Regions from separate parts of the Mus musculus genome. Here region 2 is linked to region 1. The links are chromatin contacts, called in public HiCAR-type maps. All regions are on one chromosome and are shown on one strand. Each heading gives the region's core, a stretch centred on a gene start, on an enhancer-like site or on the middle of the called end of the contact. The rest is flanking DNA. Distances are from core to core; before and after follow the strand shown.

What was found. HiCAR-type assays count read pairs that join an accessible place to other places.
Region 2: a contact with region 1 is called in a HiCAR-type map of Th17 cells, with 3 times the contacts expected there. The contact joins two enhancer-like sites. A contact is called at or near these places in 1 of 15 datasets of contacts at CTCF or cohesin (CD8 T cells), 4 of 484 Hi-C or Micro-C datasets (bone marrow-derived macrophages, cerebral cortex, embryonic limb bud and 1 more) and 14 of 115 datasets of contacts at active chromatin or transcription factors (the 230-238 cell line, CD8 T cells, the HPC-7 cell line and 10 more).

The regions. Positions count from the first base shown.
Region 1 is chr14:45,004,582-45,009,601 of GRCm38.p6, forward strand. No RefSeq gene overlaps it. Among named protein-coding and RNA genes, the nearest start is that of Ptger2, 19 kb to the left of the region's middle. Within about 2 kb of position 1,475, at least 70 of the 459 cell types and tissues checked have an H3K27ac peak or open chromatin away from gene starts, as enhancers often do. A contact at or near this core is called in Th17 cells, bone marrow-derived macrophages and regulatory T cells, where this site is marked.
Region 2 is chr14:45,140,139-45,144,688 of GRCm38.p6, forward strand. It overlaps Txndc16 (thioredoxin domain containing 16), which reads right to left. Exons shown (of 21, transcript NM_001310534.1): 19 at 1,835-1,995; 20 at 280-470. Among named protein-coding and RNA genes, the nearest start is that of Gm34362, 34 kb to the right of the region's middle. Within about 2 kb of position 2,618, at least 13 of the 459 cell types and tissues checked have an H3K27ac peak or open chromatin away from gene starts, as enhancers often do. A contact at or near this core is called in Th17 cells, bone marrow-derived macrophages and regulatory T cells, where this site is marked.

The DNA of each region.
Region 1 (5,020 bases), core at 225-2,724:
AATACTCATCTGAGAATGCCAGCCCTAAGTTAGCACGTCCTGGAATGGAACCCAGTTGTCTGTTCTGTACTAGGCCATTTCTAGATGATTCAGTGAAACCCCACTCACCTTTCCACGAAAGACTTGGAAAGTGCTGCTGTTAAGTTGGAGCCTTGGCTCTCTAGAGATCTGATAGAGAACCAAGTTTGCTGTCAAGTCCATAGAAGACCTGAATGTCAAGAACTTTATAAGCAAGACAACCACTGTACAGCCCCATGCTCTAGAAACTACCATCCTCAAACCATAGAACCCAAACAACCTACAGCCTGCCCCATGCTCTATAAACATCCATCTCCAAACCACCCAAGCTGGCATAGGAGGCCAATCCATCCCACCCTGTGCTCAGCATCACTTGTTAAATTTCAACATTCTCCTCCTAATGTCAGTGCACTTTCAGAGAGATTGACCTTATGTTAGAGTCAAGACAGCTCTGATTTGGACTTGGACTAAGAAAAACAACACACTCTGGCTTAGAATTTGATAACTTAACTTTGAAAGGCAGAGGAGAACAATTAGCTCTCACTTGGGACAAGACTGTTTATTTCACTTAGCTAAGCCAAATCTAATGGTTTTCTAGTCTTGGGCAGGGCTCCCACTTGGGCCACTCACTGAGATGCATTGCCCTGTGCAAATGAACATTTCTTCTTGAAGGGTCATGAGCCTGGTGCTTCTCATTTGGAGGGATTAGCAAAGTTCCTTCCTTTCCCTTGTATGTCCTCTTTGAGTGCACTTGTGACATACAGCCAATCACTCAGCCGCATTATGATAGGCCTAAAAACCATTTATCAGTGGGTCTGGTGACACATACCTTAAATCCCAGCACTCAAGAGACAGAGCTAGAGGAATGCTTGATTTAAAGCCAGCTGGGTCTACATATCAAGTTCTAGGCCAACCAGGGCTACATAGTGAGACCCTGTCTCAAAAACCAACAAAACAAAGCAAAACAAAAGCCATTCAGCCACATGAAAGACTAGGGGAAGGAGTATTATTTTAGCAACTCACAAAAGCTACAAATCCAATTTCCATAGAGCCGAAGGCTATGTGTCAGACAGCGCTGTTTTCACACTCCTTTCTAAATCTGTTAACTTAGGTGAATTGAAAAAAGTGATATAAATTCCCCTTTTGAGTTGTGGTTTTATTTTCTGTACAATATTTGTGTTACTAAAGGTCAATCTTAGCAATCTGAGTCTGCAATCCATGTATGTCACATGTGGAAACTTTACAAAATCAAGTAAGACAGTGATGATTCAGGTAGGAAATGATGACACATTCAGGGGGTAGAGGAGGAATGTTTAATAAAAGGAATATTTACAGAGAGTGAGGGGATGGGGGAGGAGGCCTTCAAAGCTGTCCCTCCTCCTACGCCTGGGGTAACAAGGGAGGAACAGTTACTGGAACTCAATGAAAGATGTAGAAGATGCCATCCAATAGGAGTCATGACTCAGAAAGGGGAAACAGCCACTGCCAAGCCACAGGGTGAGAAGGAGTTCTTCTGCCCCTCCCTTCCACCAGGCAAACCTAGTTGTAGTCTACAACAGAAGAGGACCCAGGCTGTGCACCGATGAAGCACAGAATGCTAGATCTAGAGGGGAAAACGGAAACTAGCCACCACGAGTAGATCAACAGTTTGCATTGGGAAGTTCTGCTTCTTGCCTTCTAAACTCCAAATAGATATTCCTCAGCAAGTGTGGCACACAGGGAGCTGCCCTATTTACAGAGAGAGAGATAAAATATAATAGATCTCCCTTACAAATTTACTTGCCCTAGACTCTAGATACTAGTTTAGAATTTAGGTCTTATTTTTGAGAAGGGCCTCTGGTATCAGAAAAACCTAACTAGGGGCAGGACATATCTCCCAAAACACAAGTTAGATATGCCTACAGAGCCAGCATAAAGAGCATTTGAAGCCATGTCTAAACACGAATAAGAAACATAAGAAAACTGACATACCTGTAACTTGCCCAACACTGGAGAGTCTGCAGCCTGAGCTACCTTGTGGGAATCCAGCTCCGACGTGAGGGGGAAACAAAGAATGAGGTTAAGGAACAGGACAGACAGGGCAGAGATTTTAACAATACAGAAAAAAAAAATCAGCAAATTACAGCTTCCAGGAGCAGCTGCCAACATGGTTGATCCTGCTACACAGCCTTCACCTTCATTTCTTCACTCATCTCCCCTTTTATCTCCCTACTTTTGTGACATAGTCAAATTACATAGCCCAGACTGGCCTCTAACTCCAGGCCCTCCTGTCCCACTTTCTAGAATGCTGATGTCACAGGCATGTAACAGCACACAGCCTCCTTCTTGAGTGTATTTTTCCTGGCATGGATTCTGCTACTCTCTCTCTCTCTCTCTCTCTCTCTCTCTCTCTCTCTCTCTCTCTCTCTCTCTCTCTCTCTGTGTGTCTCCTATTACATACACATCTTGTTTTCTTTGATGCACATGCAAACTCTAGTAGATCTGTAGATTTTTTTTCAGACTTCCAAAGTTTTCCCAGACAAGTTACTTCATTGCTCAGAGTCCCAGTTTCCTCACCTCTAAAATGAGAGTAACATCATCTACCTGCCAATTTTTTGAGTTTCCAGGACATTTAGCACTATGCCTGGATGCGGTAAATGTTAGGAAGGTTAGGGCCAGTGTTTTTCTAGATGCTCAGTTTAGAGTTCATTCTGACATCACACACACACACACACACACACACACACACACACGCACACACACACCTGGCTGTACTCTCTGACCCTTGGAAGTTGTGATGGTTAGAATAATTCTGTGCCTGTTCCTCTATCAGGTAACAACCAGAAACCATGACAATGGTATTTCAGAGAGTCAAATGCTGATTCGTCTACTTGTACAACACAAGGGATTTGTAAGTGTAAAAAGAAAGGGCCAAGAGAGACAAAAGGATGACTGAAAACACACCTCCCCTCCGGGTGACCACTTCCACATCTGGCCTAGCTACGATGCTAGGCCAAAGCCAAACGCCAAGAAATTTAAGGGGGGGGGGGGGGGAGAAAGTACCTATCAGTGAGAGTTTTCATATGTGGACTTCTGGCTTAATTTTAACATTATGTTTCTACTGATATTTTCTTGGAAACAAAGTCATACCTTAGAATCCTCAGCAACTAAAAGAAGTGTGAGTGCCACGCTTTGCACAGTAGGAAGCTGGGTGTGCAGGGTTAGGTTAGGAGGCCATCAAGGGCGTCCTAGTTAGAGTTACTATTGCTATGATGAAACAGCAGCACCAAAGCACATAGAGAAAGAAAAGATGTACTGGTCTTACACTTTCTTATTTAGAGGAAGTCAGGTCAGAAACTCAAGCAGGGCAGGAGCCCAGGAGCCATAAGCTGTTGCAGAGGCTATGGAAGGATGCTGCTCTGCATGCAGTTGAGGATCATCAGCCTAGGGATGATACCACACACAATGGACATGGACCTCCCAACAATCACTATTTGAGAAAATGCCCTACAGGTTTGCCTTCAGTCAGATCTTATAGAGCTACATCTTATGCAGGCCTTTTCTTAAGGTTCCCTTCTCTCAAATGACTTTAGCTTGTGTCAAGCTGACATAAAACAAACCAGCACAGCCAGCAGAATGAATGGAAGTATGCAGCAACCTGGGGGTGGGGTTGGGGAGAGGTCCTCTAGAATGTACCAGGGACATGAGAGTCTCTTGGGACTCAAAGAGGTGGGGGGAACCTTAGATGAAATGTCCAATAGTAGAGAGAGGGAACTTGTACAGTCCATCTCCTGAAGAAAGATGGGGCATCAAGTGGAGGGATGGGGTTGCCATCCCACAGTCAAAAGCTCTGACCAAGAATTGTTCCTGTCTAAAGAACTGCAGAGACAAAAATGGTGAAGAGTCTGAGGGAAAGGAGGTCCAGTGACTGGCCCAACTTGGGATCCATCTCAAGAGGAGGCCCCAAGGCCTGACACTATTACTGATGCTATAGTGTACTTACATACAGGAGCCTGGCATGGCTGACCTCCAAGAGGCCCAACAAGCAACTGACTGAGACAGAGGCAGATACTTACACCCAACCAATGAACTGAAGTCGAGATTCCTGTGGTTGAATTAGGGAAAGGCTGGAAGAAGCCGAGGAGGAGGACTACCCCATAGGAAGACCAGCACTGTCAACTCACCTGACCCCTGAGATCTTTGAGACACTGTGCCACTAACCAGGCAACATACAAGAGCTAGTCTGGGGCCCCCAACACATATAGAACAGAGGACTGCTTCATCTGGCCTCAATGAGAGAAGATGCATCTAACCCTGGAGGGACTTGAGGCCCCAGGGAGCAGAGAGGCCTAGTGGGAGGGGGACATCCTCTTGGAGACAGGGGGAGGAGGAATGGGATGAGGAACTGTGGGAAGGCAAACCAGGAGGGCAGTGGGGGGCAGGCGGTAATGACTGAACTGTAAAAAAATAAATAAAAGTAATTTTAAAGAAAACAAGCCAGCACAGAAGACATCCTTCAAGTTGCCCGTGTGATTATGGTTCTGATCAAAGTCTTGTCTGCAACCACATGAACCACCTGTTTTTGGTTTTGTTTTTTCCTCTTTTTGTTTTTTTGTTTTTTTGTTTTTTTGTTTTTTTGTTTTTTTGTTTTTTTGTTTTTTTTTTTTTTTTTTTTTTTTTTTTTTGCTTGGCTCTGTACACTAGTGAAGCGGGTAGGTGGGCCCCATAGGATTATTAATAGATCCTGATCTTTCATGTTAGCTACTTAGTTCTTATGTGGTATCAGTGCTGGATATAACCCATAAATGAACAGTCTCTTGGAAATGAGACTCCTTGGCTCCTACTTATCAAATGACATCTTGACTAGAAATAACTAGCAGATACTCATCTCAGCTCTAAGGGTGTGCATGATAAATCCAGCTTTTAAAAACTACAACAGCTGTACAGCCAAGTCTTTGAAGATATAGTTGAGACTATCTTTCAGCTCTATGAGAGTGTCTCAGTATTTCCACACTGCAAAGAG
Region 2 (4,550 bases), core at 1,368-3,867, 140 kb after region 1:
GCACAACAGCTTTTCACTTTGACCAGTCACTGTTCCCAAAGTGGCAGGTTTTGAACTAGTGATTACAAGACTCACATGGCTGAAGACACTGGCAATGTGCAGAGCAACATGGACTAAGAGCACATCAGTACTGAAAACAGAGGCCTTAGAAGGTGAGGCAGTGTCTCCATCCCGAACCTGAGGAGTCTAGACTGTTCATCTTCATTAGCTATGATTAACATTTAAAACGAATGCAGCAAAACACAGCACTATATGTCCTGAAGGAAAGAGACAACTTACTGATGGGATTTTCTAGTCCCGCTTGTAAATGTTTCAGCCACAACACAAGGCTTTGTTCCGTCACAGACTGGGATGAAGGAAATGCATACACTTGGCCACCCGAATGCAGATTCACCAACAGCAGCTGAGGAAGTGGTGGCAGACGGCCAAAATATGCCTTCAAGATGCCCCTCCCCACGGGAGTGTTCTTCCTGCAAGAAAGGATGGTTGAGTACTCTAATCGTTCCTTCTATGACGACGAAGAAGAAAATAGTCATTTATCGAGCAATGAGCTTCAATGATTAGCCTGCCAGAGAGCTTATGAAGAGACTTCACCAAAACAAGAGATCTACAATTATATTAGCAATCAAATGCTTCCCAAGTGTCTTTGTGATCTGGGGCAGTCTATGATGAGGAACAGAAGGCACCCAGTGACTTTGCATGACAATCAACACGGGTTCTACAATCAGTCGGTTTCCCTTAGTGCCTCCTCACGTGTCAGCTCCAAACTGGCATGTTCTGCAAGTCTAACAGGATGCTTCCTGTTACGAACATTCCTCTCCCCTAAGATTGTCCCTTTCCTTGGGAAAGGAAGAATGTTAATTCCACACTGAAGCTCTAAAACCGGAACTACAGTCCTACAAGGAGCTACACTTTAAAGAAGCGTCGCTTCCTGATGCAGCACACTTCACATTACGTAAAACACTACTTTAATACCTACAGTGGAAGTTACCGAGGTAAACTTTCCCTCAAGTGTGAGATGTAATGTTAGTAAGACAAAAATGATGTATATTGCCACATTCTTCTTGCTTTTCAATTAAGTTTTAAAAAGCACAGCTTTTATCTGTGAGTCTGAAGAAGGGTCATGTGTGTACATGTGAACCGTTTATGTGTAAGGGTCATGTGTGCACATGTGAACCGTTTATGTGTAAGGGTCATGTGTGCACATGTGAACCGTTTATCTGTAAGGGTCATGTGTGCACATGTGAACCGTTTATCTGTAAGGGTCATGTGTGCACATGTGAACCGCTTATCTGTAAGGGTCATGTGTGCACATGTGAACCGCTTATCTGTAAGGGTCATGTGTGCACATGTGAACCGTGCTCACAGACATTTAATGAAGCACCAGTGATGCATCTAGAGAACACGCCAGAAACTGCCACAAAGGGATGCACTGCGTGAAGGCCTTCTCCACTGCTATTGGCTGACTGTCACCACACAGACTGAAGTCTGTAAATATCTCAATGCTTACTTTCCTATTTGCCACTGTTTTCAGGGGACATCTACTACTTTTTAAAATCAGAAAATAGTACCTACAGTTATTTTACAATAACAGGTCTAAACAAGGTCATCTTTGAACTTTTCTGAGGAAACTAGTTATAAAAATATCATGATGGTGTATTTAGTTGCATGTTAACTCGAAGGCTATAGAATTTCATTTACTAATGAAAATGTAATTCGACTTCCTTCATGTAGCCTTGAACTCATGATGCTATGATTTTAGGCAGACACCACAACACAGACTTCCCCCAGCCTTCCTCTTAGAGCAAAACAAGACCATACAACATAGACTTACAGATTTAACCAGCAAGGGGTAAACGAATCCAGCTGCTTCTGTCTCACCAGTGCCAGGATCGTGTTCCTGTACTGAGGGTTTATGCTGCCACCACTAAACAAGAGAAGTAGCGGTCTCTGAAATCTTAAATATGTGGGAAGATTTTCCACAGTGATTTCTGGCTGTTAAAAAAAATAATTAAAATTCCTCAAACAAAAACACAGGCATGATACAGCATAAATCAGAAATGATGTTCAAATCACTCACGCAATTTTAGTTTATAAAATGAAATTCACACTTTTTTTTCAGAGATTTGACCACAGTAAGTAAATCTTTAAAAATTCTTACTCAATACTATATCACAGTAATGAATTATAGTCAAAATAAAATTGCTAACAGACTTTAAGAACACAAAGGTTGGTATCTCTACAATAACTCATGCTGAGCTCTGGACCTAGATTAGCTAGTACACCCATGACAGACAACACTCTTTCACTCTTCCATCGAGTATGGGGTTTTTTTTGTTTGTTTGTTTGTTTTTTAATTTACTAGAGATTAAACATAAGCGAAACTGAAATTATAACCTTTTCCCCCCTCTCCATGATTAGCTCGCTTTTTCCAAACATATGTATCCTTTGGATGTTTAAAACAATTAAAGATGTGCTAAACAAGCCCAAACGCCAATTTTTACCTCTTCTGGGTTTAAAGCAGCTGAAAGGAATTTAGTGAGGAGTAAGAGATCTAACTGTCTACCACCTTCCTGTTACTGCTTTACAAGGGTGTCCCGCAGTAGTACAGTGCCCTCTGGAGGCACTGTGAGCTAGAAACATCATCTCATTTCAGATGAGAAATGTTCCCAGAGGCTCTGTAGGGAAGGAGAAAGCAGGCTTACTACCTACCAGCTGATTTCACTGGGTCACTAGAAACCCTTACCAACAACTTGACTTTTTAAAACCATGCCAACAACCTTTACCCAAGCTGGCATATACCTTTCCCTTCCCTTTGCCAATCACTCTTTCTTCTACTTCTTTTCTTCATTCTCACAATAATCATCTTAGATTTCCTACGCCACAAGTTAAATCCTACGTCTGCTTCTTCAAATGCCCTAGGCTGGCCTTCAGCAGTTCTACCTGTTGCCTATCTCTGACATGGATGGCATCCTCTCCTAAATGATGACACATCTCTCAGAGCCCTAGAAACATGAGATGAAGGTGACTTCTGCTCATCTCATGTACTAAGAATAAGAAGCCTGAGGTGTAAGAAACTTGCTGCCCTCGAGGAATTCACTCACTAGAAGAGAGAGGTGTGCAAACTGCTGTGATCCCTGAACACTGCTCATGTTCAACAGCTAAGGAAGCCAACCTATCAAAAAGACAAGGGGAGGGGAGGAAGTGTCACTCTGATACCGTAGAAAGTCCCTGTGTCAAGAATAAGGTCCTGACAGGCTGGGTTTGTACTCCAGCAGAGCTACAGACACTGAGGGCTATCATCACAACAGAGAGAGCTGTTACAGCTACATGTGGGGCATCAGGGAGCTGACGGATGACAGCGTAGGGAAAGCAAGAGGCAAGTGTAACTGCACGACCAGACAGGAACGATCCATCCAGGCAGGGTTCTAGCTCCTGGGAACTGCAGATTTTCTATCAGACTGGTGACCTGGACAGACCGGCCTGTTTGCAGGAGGATGACTAAATAGAATAGGAATTTGGGACAGCAAAGGTCAGTGATGGCCAGTCTCCTTTTCCATATCAGCCAAGAGAGAAAGACCAAGCTGTCTAAAAGATAACAAATATCCAACAAGGGGAAACTAGTTAATACAGAGCATTAACACAAATTATTACTGAGCAGATATTATAAATAAGCATTAATATATTTTCCTTCATGAAAATATACTTAATAAAGAGACAGGGGAGTAGGAATGGGATGAGGAACTGTAGGAGGGCAGACTGGGAAGGGAGTAACAACTGGAGTATAAAAAAAAGTAATAAAATAAGAAGAGACTGATAATTGTTTTTAGATTTTGGAGAAATATATTCTCAAGTTTAAACCTGGAGAAGTTACAGCTGAGTCCAAATTCCTTCTCTATTACTCTTGTATTATTTGAATATATAATTTACTCTACTATGTATATGTTAAGGTAGCATTTCTCTAACAATATGTCTCTTAAAAATTATTAGAACAATGATTTAGAAAACCACATGCTGAAAAATATTAACTCAGTTATTTGATTAATTATGACCTGTTAACTTAGCAGGAGGGTTGGGGGGACAGACTCAAGGTAACACAGAAACTTGTTTTAAAGTCTACCCTTTATGTAATCTTTAATTTAGCCTACCCAATGTATTAGCATGTAGGTCACCGTGACAAGAAACGAGAAAGGAGATCATTCAGTCAATATTTATAGCTGATACTAATACCCCATCATAACTTCAGAAATACAAGTGTATTGTAGCTACTGAAATCAAGTATCCTAGGTTACACCTGGTGTGCTTGTGACTCCAGGAAAGGGCATTAGAAAATGGGTCAGATGGTGGCATTTTAAAACTGTATAAATTATAGCAATAGCTAACACTTGCTGAATGCTTGCTACAGGCCAGACACTCTCTACTAAGTGGCACTCTTCGGACATTTACTCCCAGCAGTGATTCTGTACCATACACATGGAAATCTTAGGAGCAGCAAATACAACACAGAGCCAGTGAGGACTCGGAAGAATTTACAACCAGGATGTCTGACC